Linked DNA regions of Mus musculus: regions 2, 3, 4 and 5 are each linked to region 1. The links are chromatin contacts, called in public Hi-C and HiChIP or PLAC-seq maps. All regions are on one chromosome and are shown on one strand. The core of a region is the stretch at or near the end of the contact, and the rest is flanking DNA. Distances in the headings are between cores, read along the strand shown. Region 1 has its middle 6.6 kb from the start of Gm12409. Region 2 holds the start of Trmt10b (tRNA methyltransferase 10B). Region 3 overlaps Shb (src homology 2 domain-containing transforming protein B). Region 4 overlaps Shb (src homology 2 domain-containing transforming protein B). Region 5 overlaps Shb (src homology 2 domain-containing transforming protein B).

Evidence for each region. A called contact is a pair of places that touch in the nucleus more often than the background predicts. HiChIP or PLAC-seq counts read pairs in DNA pulled down with a chosen protein or histone mark.
Region 2: a contact with region 1 is called in an H3K4me3 HiChIP or PLAC-seq map of embryonic stem cells, with 5 times the contacts expected there. The contact joins the promoter of Trmt10b here to the enhancer-like site in region 1. A contact is called at or near these places in 6 of 39 promoter capture datasets (the C10 cell line, cranial neural crest, hippocampal neurons and 2 more), 2 of 15 datasets of contacts at CTCF or cohesin (large pre-B cells and pro-B cells), 8 of 484 Hi-C or Micro-C datasets (B cells, the N1E-115 cell line, cardiomyocytes and 4 more), 11 of 115 datasets of contacts at active chromatin or transcription factors (the SCID.adh cell line, astrocytes, double positive thymocytes and 3 more) and 1 of 9 other capture datasets (adipose tissue).
Region 3: a contact with region 1 is called in a Hi-C map of ganglionic eminence, with 2.3 times the contacts expected there. The contact joins two enhancer-like sites. A contact is called at or near these places in 1 of 15 datasets of contacts at CTCF or cohesin (the NIH/3T3 cell line), 27 of 484 Hi-C or Micro-C datasets (B cells, CD8 T cells, the G1E-ER4 cell line and 16 more) and 15 of 115 datasets of contacts at active chromatin or transcription factors (the HL-1 cell line, the SCID.adh cell line, VIP interneurons and 10 more).
Region 4: an H3K4me3 HiChIP or PLAC-seq map of embryonic basal ganglia shows a contact between it and region 1, with 6 times the contacts expected there. The contact joins two enhancer-like sites. A contact is called at or near these places in 5 of 484 Hi-C or Micro-C datasets (the HL-1 cell line, the N1E-115 cell line, cerebral cortex and 1 more), 13 of 115 datasets of contacts at active chromatin or transcription factors (the SCID.adh cell line, SST interneurons, astrocytes and 9 more) and 3 of 9 other capture datasets (embryonic stem cells, liver and pancreatic islet).
Region 5: an H3K4me3 HiChIP or PLAC-seq map of embryonic basal ganglia shows a contact between it and region 1, with 5 times the contacts expected there. The contact joins two enhancer-like sites. A contact is called at or near these places in 5 of 39 promoter capture datasets (the C10 cell line, cranial neural crest, frontonasal cranial neural crest and 2 more), 3 of 484 Hi-C or Micro-C datasets (embryonic stem cells and nephron progenitors), 13 of 115 datasets of contacts at active chromatin or transcription factors (VIP interneurons, cardiomyocytes, craniofacial prominence and 7 more) and 2 of 9 other capture datasets (adipose tissue and embryonic stem cells).

What each region holds. Positions count from the first base shown.
Region 1 is chr4:45,769,462-45,772,119 of GRCm38.p6, forward strand. No RefSeq gene overlaps it. Among named protein-coding and RNA genes, the nearest start is that of Gm12409, 6.6 kb to the left of the region's middle. Within about 2 kb of position 1,355, at least 44 of the 459 cell types and tissues checked have an H3K27ac peak or open chromatin away from gene starts, as enhancers often do. A contact at or near this core is called in the N1E-115 cell line, embryonic basal ganglia, embryonic forebrain and 3 more, where this site is marked.
Region 2 is chr4:45,295,872-45,298,529 of GRCm38.p6, forward strand. Trmt10b (tRNA methyltransferase 10B) reads left to right here and starts at 1,297. Exons shown (of 9, transcript NM_027266.4): 1 at 1,297-1,324.
Region 3 is chr4:45,435,310-45,437,967 of GRCm38.p6, forward strand. All of the region lies in intron 5 of Shb (src homology 2 domain-containing transforming protein B), which reads right to left. Among named protein-coding and RNA genes, the nearest start is that of Gm46852, 27 kb to the left of the region's middle. Within about 2 kb of position 1,367, at least 24 of the 459 cell types and tissues checked have an H3K27ac peak or open chromatin away from gene starts, as enhancers often do. A contact at or near this core is called in the N1E-115 cell line and ganglionic eminence, where this site is marked.
Region 4 is chr4:45,471,933-45,474,590 of GRCm38.p6, forward strand. The region is part of intron 2 of Shb (src homology 2 domain-containing transforming protein B); the gene reads right to left. Among named protein-coding and RNA genes, the nearest start is that of Shb, 58 kb to the right of the region's middle. Within about 2 kb of position 1,314, at least 187 of the 459 cell types and tissues checked have an H3K27ac peak or open chromatin away from gene starts, as enhancers often do. A contact at or near this core is called in the N1E-115 cell line, embryonic basal ganglia and embryonic forebrain, where this site is marked.
Region 5 is chr4:45,498,443-45,501,100 of GRCm38.p6, forward strand. All of the region lies in intron 1 of Shb (src homology 2 domain-containing transforming protein B), which reads right to left. Among named protein-coding and RNA genes, the nearest start is that of Shb, 31 kb to the right of the region's middle. Within about 2 kb of position 1,354, at least 76 of the 459 cell types and tissues checked have an H3K27ac peak or open chromatin away from gene starts, as enhancers often do. A contact at or near this core is called in embryonic basal ganglia, embryonic stem cells and stem cell-derived epiblast-like cells, where this site is marked.

The sequences.
Region 1 (2,658 bases), core at 105-2,604:
AGCAAGCCACTTTATTCTCATTTACAAACTGACTCCACAGTTCAATTTCCCACCCACCGAGCACCTGTTCTCCCTTCTCCAAATCTTGAACTCCTGCAAGCTGCAGTTTCTCATTAGGACAGAGAACTCTCCTCTCAGCCCAGAGAGCCACCTGCTACAGGATTCTAGTAATAAAGATGAATAGTTATGTGCTGTGAGGAACTCACACCCCCCAGCCACAAAACCAGCCTGACATGCCAGTCCTGATCACACTGTGGGCCAGAGGGAAAGCCTCTGCGTCTCCAGGAAAAGGTCCCTCCTCACTACAGTGTAGTGTGTCAGGAATTTGGTGACATCTCCTGACTTTTAGAGGTAAAGCAAAAAAAAAAAAAAAGGGACTCAGAAGTGAAGTCACTTGTTCAAGGTCACACAGATAAGCAGTCAGATTTGGTTTCAAAATCAACTTGCTGTTTGAAAATGTGGCCTTAGGTGGAGGTCTCCCTTCAAGGTCACCCGGGTGGACTCCACTCTGGCAGGGCTAATGGACGATAAACAGAGGTCTGGGAGTGCTGGCAGAACAGAACTGAATTGCACCTGACACTTGAAGGTAGCTGATGGACAAGTGATTCACACCAGAGCCACAGTTTACATTGTCCCTGTAGTGGCTTCTGGGGAGTGGGGCAGGCAGTTAGAATATTCCAGTCCCAGCGGGAGGCACAGGGGCAGACTCTTAGAAGGAATTATTAACACCCAAGGAATTCCTTCGGAACAGTAGGGGGGAATAAAGATTCTTAAAAAAAAGGTCTAATAGCAAATTTTCTGGATTTTCCAGCTAATTTGAAGGTACCTACTTGGAACATTTTCTTGTCAGAAAAGATTTTAAAATACATTCATTCAGTGTGACATGATAATTGGGCCTGGCTGTCTGATGAATGCCTTTTATCTCTTCCTGAGCTATTGTTCAGTGGGATGGAGCCGATGGGCTGCAGGCTGCAGCCAGCACTTGGTTAAATGCACTCACAGAGCCACTTTCAATGATTCTGGTCACAGGAGACAGCGAGACGCGAGATGGAAGCTTATGTGAGCAAGTGTCCGGAAGAGGAGGACATTAAGTGGTTAGAGAGGGCATTTTCTCGAGGCACACATGAGAAGACCAGGGTCCAGGGAGCTGCCAGTGCCACTCAACATAGGGGTTGCATAGATCTGTGTCTCCTGAGCCAGACCCCAGGTCCCTGTATCCTACCTCTTGAGGGGGTCTGTGGAAAAGATGCAGCAGTGGGCAGCTTACGTCTGGGAGACACTGCCCGGTCAGTCCCCACCTACCCCTGACCTCCCCTGCACCAGAGACCCCGCCCTCTGAGCTGCACAGCAGGACTGGGTGGCCCCAAGGGCTGTGCTTTCCTGGTTGTGTGTTCTTAGCTCTGCCGCTTCATGGAAGCAGCTGTCTTTATGGGCCCTTTTTCCTCTTGCCTTTCACATTTTCCTTCCTTTAACCATTTTGTTTTTACAAAGGCAAATTTCCAGACCTGGCCACCTGACAGTCATCTCCACCTTTCTTTATCACCCCTAAGAAAGAGGGGTTTGTTTGGATTTTTTTGTTCTTCAACTTTACGCCATTTCTCCCCCATCCATGTTTTTCTGTTGAATTTGCTTCAGAAATTCTTTGTAGGAACCAAAGGCGCTTTAGAGCGTCTCGGAGCTTTCCATATGTTAATAAGGTGTTTGTAGAACTGTAGCTGGGGTTTCCTCCTTGTCAGAGCAGGGCTATCCTTCCTTTTAAGAGACAGCTTGTCCTCAAAAATGCCCTTCATTAACATTTAACGAATAGTACAGTTTCCGTTGGGATTAAGAAGTTGACATTTCCATTGTTTTTCTTAGAAAACAGCACAACATTAGCCATGCCCTCGAGGGACTGCATTTTCCACCAAAGTGAGATAACAAAGGCCTGGGCAAGGAGTCCTTACCTGGCTGGGTGTGTTGCTATTTAGACATGCGTGTCTGTCTGCGGCTCTTCCCGTGCATAATCGCATCTCTGCATCTGAATGTGTGTTTATGACATTTTACACGTGGCTGTGATTGTCTGCCAATAGGTAATTGGCTATGTATAAATCTGGGCTGGTGTGTGTGTGTGTGTGTGTGTGTGTGTGTGTGTACTATTCACAGTTGTGAATGTGTGCTGTACCTGACTGTGTTCATGCATACATTTGTCTGCATATGTTCTAGGGTGTCTATGCACATAGAGAGATGTGCAGACTTATGTGGAAGTGGGTGCTCTGGGTCTGGGAGTCTGTGTCCCCAGTGCCTGGGTGTGAGCTCCTGTGTGTACAGAAGTCTTTGTCCTGTTTGCTTAAGTGTTTGGGAGGCCCGAGGATGCCCAGCTTTGTGTTCAGAGCCCCTTATAAACATAGACCCAGCGCCCTCCGGTGGACGTTGTTGGAATGCAGCCACAAATAAAACAAACTGGCATGCTCAAAATTATGTCCGATTCAAAATAAGAGTTTCTGGTTATGTGCAGGGCAAAGCTTCTGGGGTTTTCCTTGAGAAAGGGTGTGTGTGTCCAGGCTTATGCTCCTGGATTAGGGTACACGCTCAACAGAGAATGAAGATAGCAGGCTCAACACAGGCAGCTGTCTCATGGTGACATTGTGAAGGGGCTCTTTTTCTGGGGTGGGGACAGGA
Region 2 (2,658 bases), core at 47-2,546, 470 kb before region 1:
AACAAGCCAATTCCAGTATTTTAAAAGATTCATCCTTGTACTTCTGTTACTCTAGAACCACTCCTGGTACCAACTTCTGTATTAGTCAGGGTTCTCTAGAGTCACAGAAGTTATGGATAGTATCTAGATAGTAAAGGAATTTATTGATGACTTACAGTCGGCAGCCCAATTCCCAACAATTGTTCAGTCGCAGCTGTGAATGGAAGTCCAAGGATCTAGCAGTTACTCAGTCTCACGCAGCAAGCAGGCGAAGGAGCAAGAGCAAGAGCTAGACTCCCTTCTTCCAATGTCCTTATATTGTCTCCAGCAGAAGGTGTAGCCCAGATTAAAGGTGTGTCCCACCACACCTTTAATCCCAGATGAAAGGCGTAGCCCAGATTAAAGGTGTGTTCCTTAAACTCGGAGATTCAATCTTCTGGAATCCATAGCCACTATGGCTCAAGATCTTCAAACCAAGACCCAGATAAGGATCTCCAAGCCTCCAGATAAGGGTCACTGGTGAGCCTTCCAATTCCGGATTGTAGTTCATTCCAAATATTGTCAAGTTGACAACCAGGAATAGCCACTACAGTTGCTCTTGCAGAGAACCTAGGTTTGGTTCCCAGCCCCCACATGACTGCTCATAACTCTCTGTAACTTCAGTTCCGATGGGGGCGGCAGGTTGGAGAGGTGCGGGGGAGTGGGATTCCAATACCCTCTTCTGGTTTTCCCAAGTACCAAGCATGCATGAAATGCACATGTGTATGCAGGCAAAACACCCATACATATGAACAAAAATAAATCTTAAAAAAAGAAAAGTAAAGACAAGACTTGGACTAGTCGCTTCACGCATCTGAGCCTATTTCTGAGTTGATATGTGAAGGGAGATGTTCAAGGTATGTAACTAGCCACTAGACTCTTTGCCTGCTAAGTCTTGTCTGCGCTTTGAACTTGGACAGCCTGGCGGCAGAAGGACCACTGTGTGCTCAGGAAAGGGCTGTGCTAGCTCATAGTCCCTGCTGGTTGAAGGGAAACCCAGGGAATCTTAAGGGCCCCATACTGACCAAAAAGACAAAGTAGGTGGTTTAGAGCTTGGTTTAAAGTCGCCAGAAAGCCACTAGTCACCTGTTTGAGCTATGTAAGGTTTACGAGGACTTGGAATTGCCATCGTCAACTAACAGACAGATAACCCAGAGTATAGAAGCCCAGCCAATCTACTGGTATCATCTAGTGCGTTGTTAGACTGAAAACTACAACTCCCAGAATGCCACTCAAAGCTGATCAGGAACCGGAAGTGGCTTTGGGGCGGGACCAACTGTGTTCTCTTCTGAGCAAGGTGTGTTAGGTAAGCCAAGATCTGGTTCTGAGGGTTGGCTAGAGACTGCGGGGTCCCACCGAGACGCCTAGGCACCCCACAGCCCTGGGGAGTCTGGGTCTTGCCTTTCCTCGGTCGCAGCACGCGAGTCAGTGTGACCCGCGTTCCCTGCAGCCTGGGATCTAAGCAGGTGTTCTGGTGCTGAAGGTGGTTGGGCTCAGAATGAGAAAATGAGAGACCTATGCAAACAGGATGATTGGACACTTAGCGACGGCGTTTGTGCTCATCAGGTGGGACTTGGGCTAGAAAAGGTCTAAGGCGGAGACGGCGGTGTTAACTCCAAGTATTTATTGAGAGTCTGAGTAAACGGAACATTTAATTTTATTGGAACGGTGTGAAAAAATCAGACAAAAAATAAGTAGGTGGTGTTGGATAGTGAAAATATGCCTGATCTGAGGACGTGTGAGACTAAGGGAAGAGCATGTGGGCAGAGATTAACAGTTTATGTAGACATTGGGATATTTAGTATGTTTGGGAAATAGGTAGGTCACAGTTTATGCAGACATCGGGATATTTAGTATGTTTGGGGAATAGGTATACCACAGAGCGTAAAAGAAAATGATGGAGGAGGGGCTACCAGGAAAGATGGCTCTTGCTGAGGATGGGAGTTTAGTTCTCAGCACCCATGTCTGGGCGACTCATGACTGCCTGTAACTTAAGCTCCAGACACCTGTACTGAACTGATGCACACATAGCCACATACATAATTTTTAAAAATAAAATGGCTCTGGTGTGGTGGTGCAAGCCTTTAATTCGGGAGGCAGAGGCGGGCAGATCTCCGTGAGTTCTAGGCCACCCTGGTCTCCAGAGGGAGTTCCAGGATAACCAGGGTACAGAGAAACCTTGTCTCAAAAAACAAACAAACGAATGAATGAATGAATGGATGGATGAATGGTTGGATGGATGAATGTGGGAGGCAGAGACAGGGCAGATTTGTGAGTTGGAGGCCTGCCTGGTCTCCAACCAGTATATAGCAAGTTCAAGGCCAGCTAGGGCTACATAGTGAAACCCTGTCTATAAATAAACAAACAAACAAATAAATATAAATAAATAAATAGAATCCTCTAGAAAAAAGAAAGTTGACAGAAGGGAGAGAGCCCTTAGTGATCTGTGCAGATAGTGTGTAGATTTTGGATTACGGTGAGTGAAATAGAAAATGCTGCTGACTCTGGCCAGAAGAGTGGTGTAATTCTCAAACATTTAGATGCTCTTATATATCTGCTGCTACATACTTGTGAATATATATATTTCACAGATTTATTTTGAGACAGGGTCCCAGGTAGTTTAGACTAACCTCAAAGTCT
Region 3 (2,658 bases), core at 117-2,616, 330 kb before region 1:
GAGCAGGTTTGAGGGGAAGTGCCAGGATGTGCATGCATGCCTGGGACCCCCACCTCCCTCACAGCCAAAGCCAAATGGAGCTTTTACAGCTTTGAGCTATGGCAGCAAAGGGCTATAAAACCTGCTGCATGATTTTTATAATTCTGCCTCAAATACCAAGAGCGTTTATGAGGAAAACAAGAGAAGGAAACACAGTGCTGGTGAGGCTCAGAAGGGTCATAACCTTGCAGACTATGGAGGTGGGACAAGACGATGACAGGCTGCTGGCAGAGTCTCTGTCACCTCCTGACTCTGCTCCAGCTGACAGGGGCCTAGGGAACAGTTAAACCCTGTCTATAACCTGGGGTCTTACTGTATGCAACGGTGGCTCTGGGCTCCACTAGAAGCTTCAATTATGGCTGATGGGATTTGTTGTGGGAGCTCTGAACTGTTTACACGGTCTAACTCCCCTATACACCCCTGGCTGAAGCCAGCACCCAGGCTGCGTGACCCCCTGCATCTCTGCAGCATCTCCACGTCACAGATGAGCACAATTCCATAAAGTTCCCATGCCCTTATGCAAAGGTGGGATGCCTGATCTTCTGGCTCCAAGGCTCCTCTTTCTCATGCAGGCAACATTCTGCAGCTGTCCTCATGGCTTCTCGCCCTATAACATCCCAGGGGATGTCCCTGAAGGCCCTGAACAACCATTTCCTGGATGGCTCTGGCAAAATTTCATTAAATACATTATGTTAACAAACTGGTATGAGGGTGATTAGAAAGAAATGTTCTGGTTTGGAGAGATCAGCCAGCCTCCAAAGGGAAGTGTCCAGGACATGGAATCTTCCTGGTGACGAATGGGCAGTTGGAATGCCTCCCCTGGTGGCTGAGCCACACAGGCAGATGAAGCAGGCTGATAGGAGATAATTAAAAGCCTGCTGGAAATGTAATCAGGGTGGGTCAGATGCTGGAGAGGACTTGGGAGGAACAAAGGGAGGATGGAGCAGGCTGGGAGGAGACAACCATCACCTCCTAGCACAAATCTTGCGGACGGACGGATGGACGGACGGACGGACGGACGGACGGGCAGTTCGAGGCAGAATCGGCATAGCACACACCGCCTCGGGGTCTGCATAACTGGAGGGAAGTGGGGAGCCGTGTGTCTGTATGTGTGTGGGGAGCATTTTCAAAGCCAACTGTACCTGATCCCCTAGCTGCTCAGAAACTTGGCCACAGCCCTCAACTTTACCCTTCCTTCCCCTGTTTGTCACCCATCCACCACCTGTCCTTGTCCTTCCCTGAGTTGGTACAGCTGCCTCCCTCCTGACCTAGCATATATCCACCGGCAGAAGAGCTATGCAGGCACTCCACCCCTGTGAGCTTCCTTGAGCCTCTGTCTGCTACCAGACACCGCCAGTTTCCAAGACACACCTCCACATTTAGTTGAAGTGAATAACTGTGTGTGTGTGTGTGTGTGTGTGTGTGTGTGTGTGTGTGTGTGTAGAACAGAGATTGGGGTCAGGCAGAATGCTTCGCCTGCCCCTGGTTACACAGCCTAGCAGAGCAGGTTCCTAGCTAAGCTTGGCTTCCCCCACTGTAAAGGGGGAAGGAGGGTTGCATTTCCCTGATGGTGCTGAGACTGGACTCAGAGGAGGAAGCAGAACCCTACCCCCACCCCATCCTAAGCCAGCCATGGGTTAAGAGCCGGACAGAGGAGCCCTGTTTTCAGGCCCCACCTTAGGTCCCAGACCCTTTATGTTTTCAGGCTTTGACATGTTACAACTGCCTGGAAAAGCTGCCAGAGGATGCCTGACCTGGGTCCTGCCAGGAACATCTGGAGCAGTCCTGGTAAGGAAGGGGGGTCTTCTGCTCAGATGGACCCCACAGGGCAGAAAGAATGTCAGGATGCATTAAAATCTGAGCTTCACTCGCAGCTGTGGCGTCACATGACCTCTGCTAGCTGCAAGAATGAAAGCTTTCTGGTGGCACTGTCACAGAGGGAGAGCTACACTTTAGGTGCCCACCCCCTTTCTAGTGTTCCCCTTGTCCCACCTCATGGTGGGGTTTCAGTAATCCAGAGCTATTCAGCTGGACACGTCCCACCTGCTTTGCTGGGGAATGCAACCTGAGGTCTGTCTGAATCCCCTCCCAAAGGGAAAGCCAGGACTGCTACGTCCATCTACCCAAGGGTAGTGCAGGATGTGAAACCACTGCTCTGAACCAGCCTGCACCTTTTCTACCTACCACACGACCCAATTGTTGATGTACAGGCTCTGGGGTCTGGAAGGTGGCTGGCTGCAGGTGGAGGGCAGTGGCAGGCAAATGTCTGCTGGCTTGGCAGGCACATTTCCCGCATCCTTCCATTCTGGAGGACAGCTGCACACTTCAGACTCAGCATTCTCCCCCAACCCCCCATAGAAGAGCGCTAGGGTCCCTTTGCCTAAAGCTGCACTTCTTAATTACCTGCTTCCTTTAACCTTCCAGAGGGAGAGAACACACAGCACACTGAGCAGAACATTATCTTTTCCTTTAGCGGTCCTGAAAGGACAGGGACCCTTCGTGTATTGAGAGCCAGCCACGTTGTCTACCTTGGCCCATGCTCACCTGTCTCAATGCTGACTGAGGTTTGGGTGAGGGTGGGGATGACTTCCTGTCTCTGGGCCTTGTTTTCATCTACAG
Region 4 (2,658 bases), core at 64-2,563, 300 kb before region 1:
TGCTAGCAAAAGGGAGCACAGTACTCAGCTTCCTGATGACAGAGGACTGGGGTCAACTCTCAGTTCAGACCCCTAAACTTACAGGAACCTCACAGCATGAAGGCCTGTCTGAGGCTGAGAACTAGTGGGTGGAGGATGGGCTGAAGGACGAAGCTGGAGGGCAGGAGCCTGGCCAGCTCTACAGCAGACTGCACACAGCCCCGTCCCCTCTGGCAACTTCCTTATCTTCAGAGTGACCAAACTTAGGCCTGCTAGCCTTGTGGCTCACTCGGACACTGAATGATCCTCTTATAAACTGTTCTCTTTATGTCTGTGTTTACATGTGACTGCAGCAACACGACAACACAAGCAAGCAGAAGGCACACTGGGCACGTGGAGTGACCTCTTGGCCAGTTCACTTCTAGCTGGTGACCTTGGCAAGCCCTCTAACCTTTCTGGGCTTCCTGTAGCTTACAAGTGGATGACATCAGCAGGCCTCAGTGAGTAAGAAATAAGGTGCAAGAGGCACGGAGGCATTAGTCTCTTCTGCCCCTGCGTCCTGATTGGGTATGCACTGCTGTGGGGATCTAACCCAAGGAAGGCCTGTGTTTGCTAAGCAAGCACTCTGCTCCACCTCACCCAGCCTCCAACCTTGCATGACAGAGCAGATTCAAGTACAAATCAAACAACTACGTTTTTTCAGTGATGGACTATGGAGGCATACATATCCGTGGGTACGCTCTGGATCTGGATTCAACCCCTGGCTCTGCAATCTACCAGCTCCTGACTCGAGGGGCCTGCCCCAGCGGAGTCCTGTAGGCTCAGTTGTGGAGTGGGGAGAAAATTAATATCGACTTCATGGGGCTGTTATAAAATAAAACCAGACAAAGGATATAAAAGAGGCTTGTAAACCGTAAAGCCCCGTGCAGATGTTCCACATTAGGGAGGGATGGACACACACGGGCAGAGTCCCACAGCCTTGTTCCTAACTGACAGCTGGTACACATGACTCACACAGTCCTTTGGCTTGGTCCACATGAGAATGCATGCTATTTTATATTGGACAGAGCTTTTTTGATAAAGTCAACTTCAACCCCACAACTCGCTTTATTCCATATCTGCCTCCCCCCAAAAGGCAATTCTGTTTTGGGAAGACACAATCTGGTTCCCCAGGTTCAAAAGTTTGACAGTTCTGCCCCAAAGCAGCCCCAAAGCGAGCCCAGGAGAAAGGAGCACCTCGGCATTGCCTCTCAAACCCGCTGTCTAGAGCCAAGCCTCCCTCCCTCAGTGCTTCGTTAAGTACATCATCTGCTGGCGCTTGGCATGGTTCCCTGAGCTGGGAACTACAACCACTGATGTGCTATGACAGCTGAGTGCTGCTGCCAGACCAGCTTCCTCACCCGGCCCTGGGGGAGGATGGGGCTGGCCGGAGCCCGAGGGAAGGGCGGCAGCTGTCACGGTACAGCTGCCACCTCAGGCTCACTTCAGATTTCACTCACGTCCCCCTGACAAGGAGGCACCATGACCACAGGCCACATGACCAAAGACTCTGGCTTATCTTCCTCCTGATGCAGAGACAAAGAGGTGAGGGAAACCGCCCCCACCCCTACCCCCACCTCTGTCACCAACAACTTTTAAATTCCTGGGTGCAGAGTGCCTTTTCTCATGGATGTCTACTGCCACCAGACCGAACAGCTCAACCATCTGCCCCCTGCCCCTGACTAAGCAGCACCTCTGCTTTTCCAGAGCTCACCTCCAGCCCTGTCAGAGCTGGCTAGGCACCTGCTAGACATCCTGTGCCAAGCTTTGAGGACTGACAGAGCCTCCGAGATCTTTCTGGGGAGTCTCCTACTACCCTTCCTCCACTGGGGTAGGCTCTTGCCTAGTCTGCTTTTATCACAGACAATGTCAAATACATTAATAAAAGAAAGCATCACATGAGCAGCCGGGACGCCAAGAAAAAGGGGGGAAGGCATTTAGAAACTTCACAAACCCCTGCGAGGGGCTCACATTACAGGCTGACTGAACTGGCCAGTGCTGTGCCAATCCTACACACCCCACAGGGGTCACTGCCACCAGGGGTCCTTGAGTGTGCTCCACTCTACCTTCCAGAAGAACAGAGTGGGACAGATCATTCCAAGACCCAAATCTTCATCTCAGACAGATGCCTTTCAACATTCAGTTGGTTCCCATCCAACAGTTCCACCTAATAGGTCAAACCACTCTGGTTCCAGGGGGCTTTAATTTGCAACCAATTCCTCTTCCAGGTTCAGCAGGAAGTGCCTGCTGTTTAAAACACCCTACCCTCCTGCTGCTTGGAGACCCTAGACAAGTCAGACAACCTCAAATGGTAGCTTTGAAAAGTGTCCAAGCTGCCATGTTGTGTGCCCTACGCTAGTTAGGGGACACAGGTGGGAGCAAGGCGGGCAGCCACCTGCTGCAGCTGAGGTCTACCTGTCCACGGGGCTTGAGTGAACTTTTGAGCTCCCAGGGGACTGAGCTTCCCTTGACACCCCAAGTGAAACCTTCTGCATTTTGTAGGCTCAGCTGGGCTCCTGCTGAAGCCTGTTCATGGGGGAAACTCAGTTCCTGTGGATACTGGTCTTGAAGCTTGCCCGATTCATACATAGAGGGTCCCACTTTCCAAGCCTCAAAGCACGCAGAATCCATGATCAGACT
Region 5 (2,658 bases), core at 104-2,603, 270 kb before region 1:
GGCTGCAGGGTCAGCTGAGTGGATGTGCTCCAAGAAAGCAACAGTAAGAACCCTCAAGCAGAGGTGGAAATCCCCAGAGGGGAGGCAGGAAGGGGCCCCTGGGGAGAGACTGACGGGACCCACGGAGGCCTTTCTGCTCAGTTCATCCCAGCGGAACCAGAAGAACACCAAGCACACTGTGCTGGGCTCCCATCACCCTGTCCCTTTTTCTGTCCACACATTTGATCTCGTCATTTCAATTTCTTCACTGTGAAAGAGGAGACCAATCTTCCATGATGAACCTCCCTCTGGGATGCTGAGCAAATTCTAGAGGTACTGCCCAGGTCTCAGAAGCCGCCTTCTCTCGAGCAGGAAGCTTCTCCAACAATACCGGTAGCCTGTCCCTTCATCGTCAAAATAGGTGCCTGGACAAAAATCACAGGGGACCTGGTGGGCCTCGAGTGACAGTCGTCCCCAGGGAGGTAGAGACAGAAGGGCAGGCACCGAAGGCCACATAAACATGGAGAGCCCTGCCATCTCCTCCTCCCCCAGGGCTACCAGAGGCCTCACCTCTGCGGCTTTCGGGCTTTGGTTTCTTTCAGACTTCAAGCTGCATGGAAGAGGTCTGCAGGGAGCAGAGAAAATGCTCTCTTGGGATCGTGGGCATCTAAAAGGCCTGGCTCAGTGTACTTCGTTTCTTGGGTTAAGTACTATAGGGTTTTATTTATCAGGGATTTTGACGTTTATGGTCCCCAGGGACAACGTCATGACATGTGGCTTGTGCAGTCACATAGGCCAGGGCTTGAATTAATGTCTTTCTGTCACTGATTTGAAAGTTCTTTCCCTTTAGCATAAAGGATTGAACCCAGGGCCTCCCAAGTGTTAAGCATGGGCTACTTCTCTCAGCTACACTCCCAGCTCTCAGTAATTCTTTAATGACGTGATTTACATTACTTTGGGAGGGGGCGGTCCCGCAATCCATGCAGCTGATTCTGATTGGCTTCCACACCCAGAAGTTCCCTTGGAGCTCTTGGGGCTTTTTGTTGTTTGTTTCTCTTTCTCTTTGGTATCCCTCGCTGTCCTGGAACTAACTGTGTAGACCAGGTTGGCCTCAAACTTACAGAGATCCACTTGCCTCCCAAGTGCTGGGGTTAAATGTGTGTGCTACCACCACCCAGGCTCACATTCCTAATGGCCTCTTCTCCCCAGCTCGGCAGCATTTGCTAAATTACACATCCAGTGCCCGTTTCCCCATCAGCGGGGGACAGATGTCATTTTAAAAAAGAACAAAGTCGAAGCACAAATCAAAGTTCAGGCCGCCCGCCCAGCTTTTCATGTCTGTGGTTCCGCGGACACCACCAAGCCTTTGGGACGCAGCACAGCAAGGCAATGACTGTGTGGATTCCACAGTAATGGTGTGTGTCTAACTAAGGTCCTGGCCTGGGCCAGTCCTCTCCCCAGGGCTTCTCCTGGACTCCCCCTGAATTGTCTCTAGAAAGCACCATCACAATTTTCAGAGAAGAGCTCCGTGAGTCAGGCCCAGAACAGCTCGTATTTATTAATGCACATCGTAAAATCTCCTTCCAAACAGGCCATAATTCACCAGCCACAGGACACATCTCATCCTTAAAGAGGTATGCTGAGCTGAACACCAGGCTTATCAATCTAAAAAAAAAAAAGAAAAGTGCAGTCTTTTACAGTGGTCTTGCTAGGTAAACTGGGAGCTAAGGAAGGGATGAGGTCTTGTTGATAAGACAACTATCCAACACCTGCTCCTCTCTGCTGAGACCAGGCTTGGCTCACGGGGTTCCCTAAACCACTAGTGCGAGGACACTGGAACCTCAGACCAGACCTTGAAGGCACAAAGAGCGTGGGAAGCAGCCATAGGGGTATTGCTGAGGGAGCACCTCCCGAGGGCCGGGCTCTTGGAGCTGGGTTTCCGATATCATCTTAGTTCACCAACCTAACCTCTGAGCAGATGCGTCACCCCCAGTGCTGGCTCTCCCATGCCACCCACTTTTTCCCAGTAACAGGAAATCTCCAAAGGAAGGCTTGACAGGAAGAGGAGGAGGACGCTCTGCCAATTTGGCTCAGATGTGCCAACCCTAGGCAAGGGCGGCCCTAACACTCCCTCGTCAGCCAGTACTGGAAGTCTCTCTTCCTCAGACAGCAGCAGCCCTTGTGACTTACTTCACACACCTGCCACCTGCCGGGGCCACACCTGGGGAAGCAGGGCTTCCTCCTGTGGCCTGTGCTAACAGGCTGCTGGCTTCTAGCTCTCACCTCCCTCCATCTCTACACTAGGCTCATCCTGCCTAGGAACCCCACGGCCCCGCCCACAGCAGTACACTGACACGGGCCTCAACCTTAGAGGCTGTGAATGATATGATGCCACTCACAGTATCCCGTGAAAGAGGCCACTGGACCTCCTCTCCTGATCCCCAAACCTTTCCACAAAAAATGTCCTCTGAACAGAGGAGGGAATAAAAGCCAGAAGGGAACCGGGAACTTGCCTCCCTCCCTGAGTGAGCTGAGTTCGGAGGACTGAGTCCTGAGTGGATATGTATGTTTGAGATACACAGCCACACCCAATGCCTCAGACCCGTGGATACGGCCAAGCCGTCCCTGTACAGGCAGGGTGAAGCAGAGTGACAAAGCTCTCCACTGGTTCAAGCACTA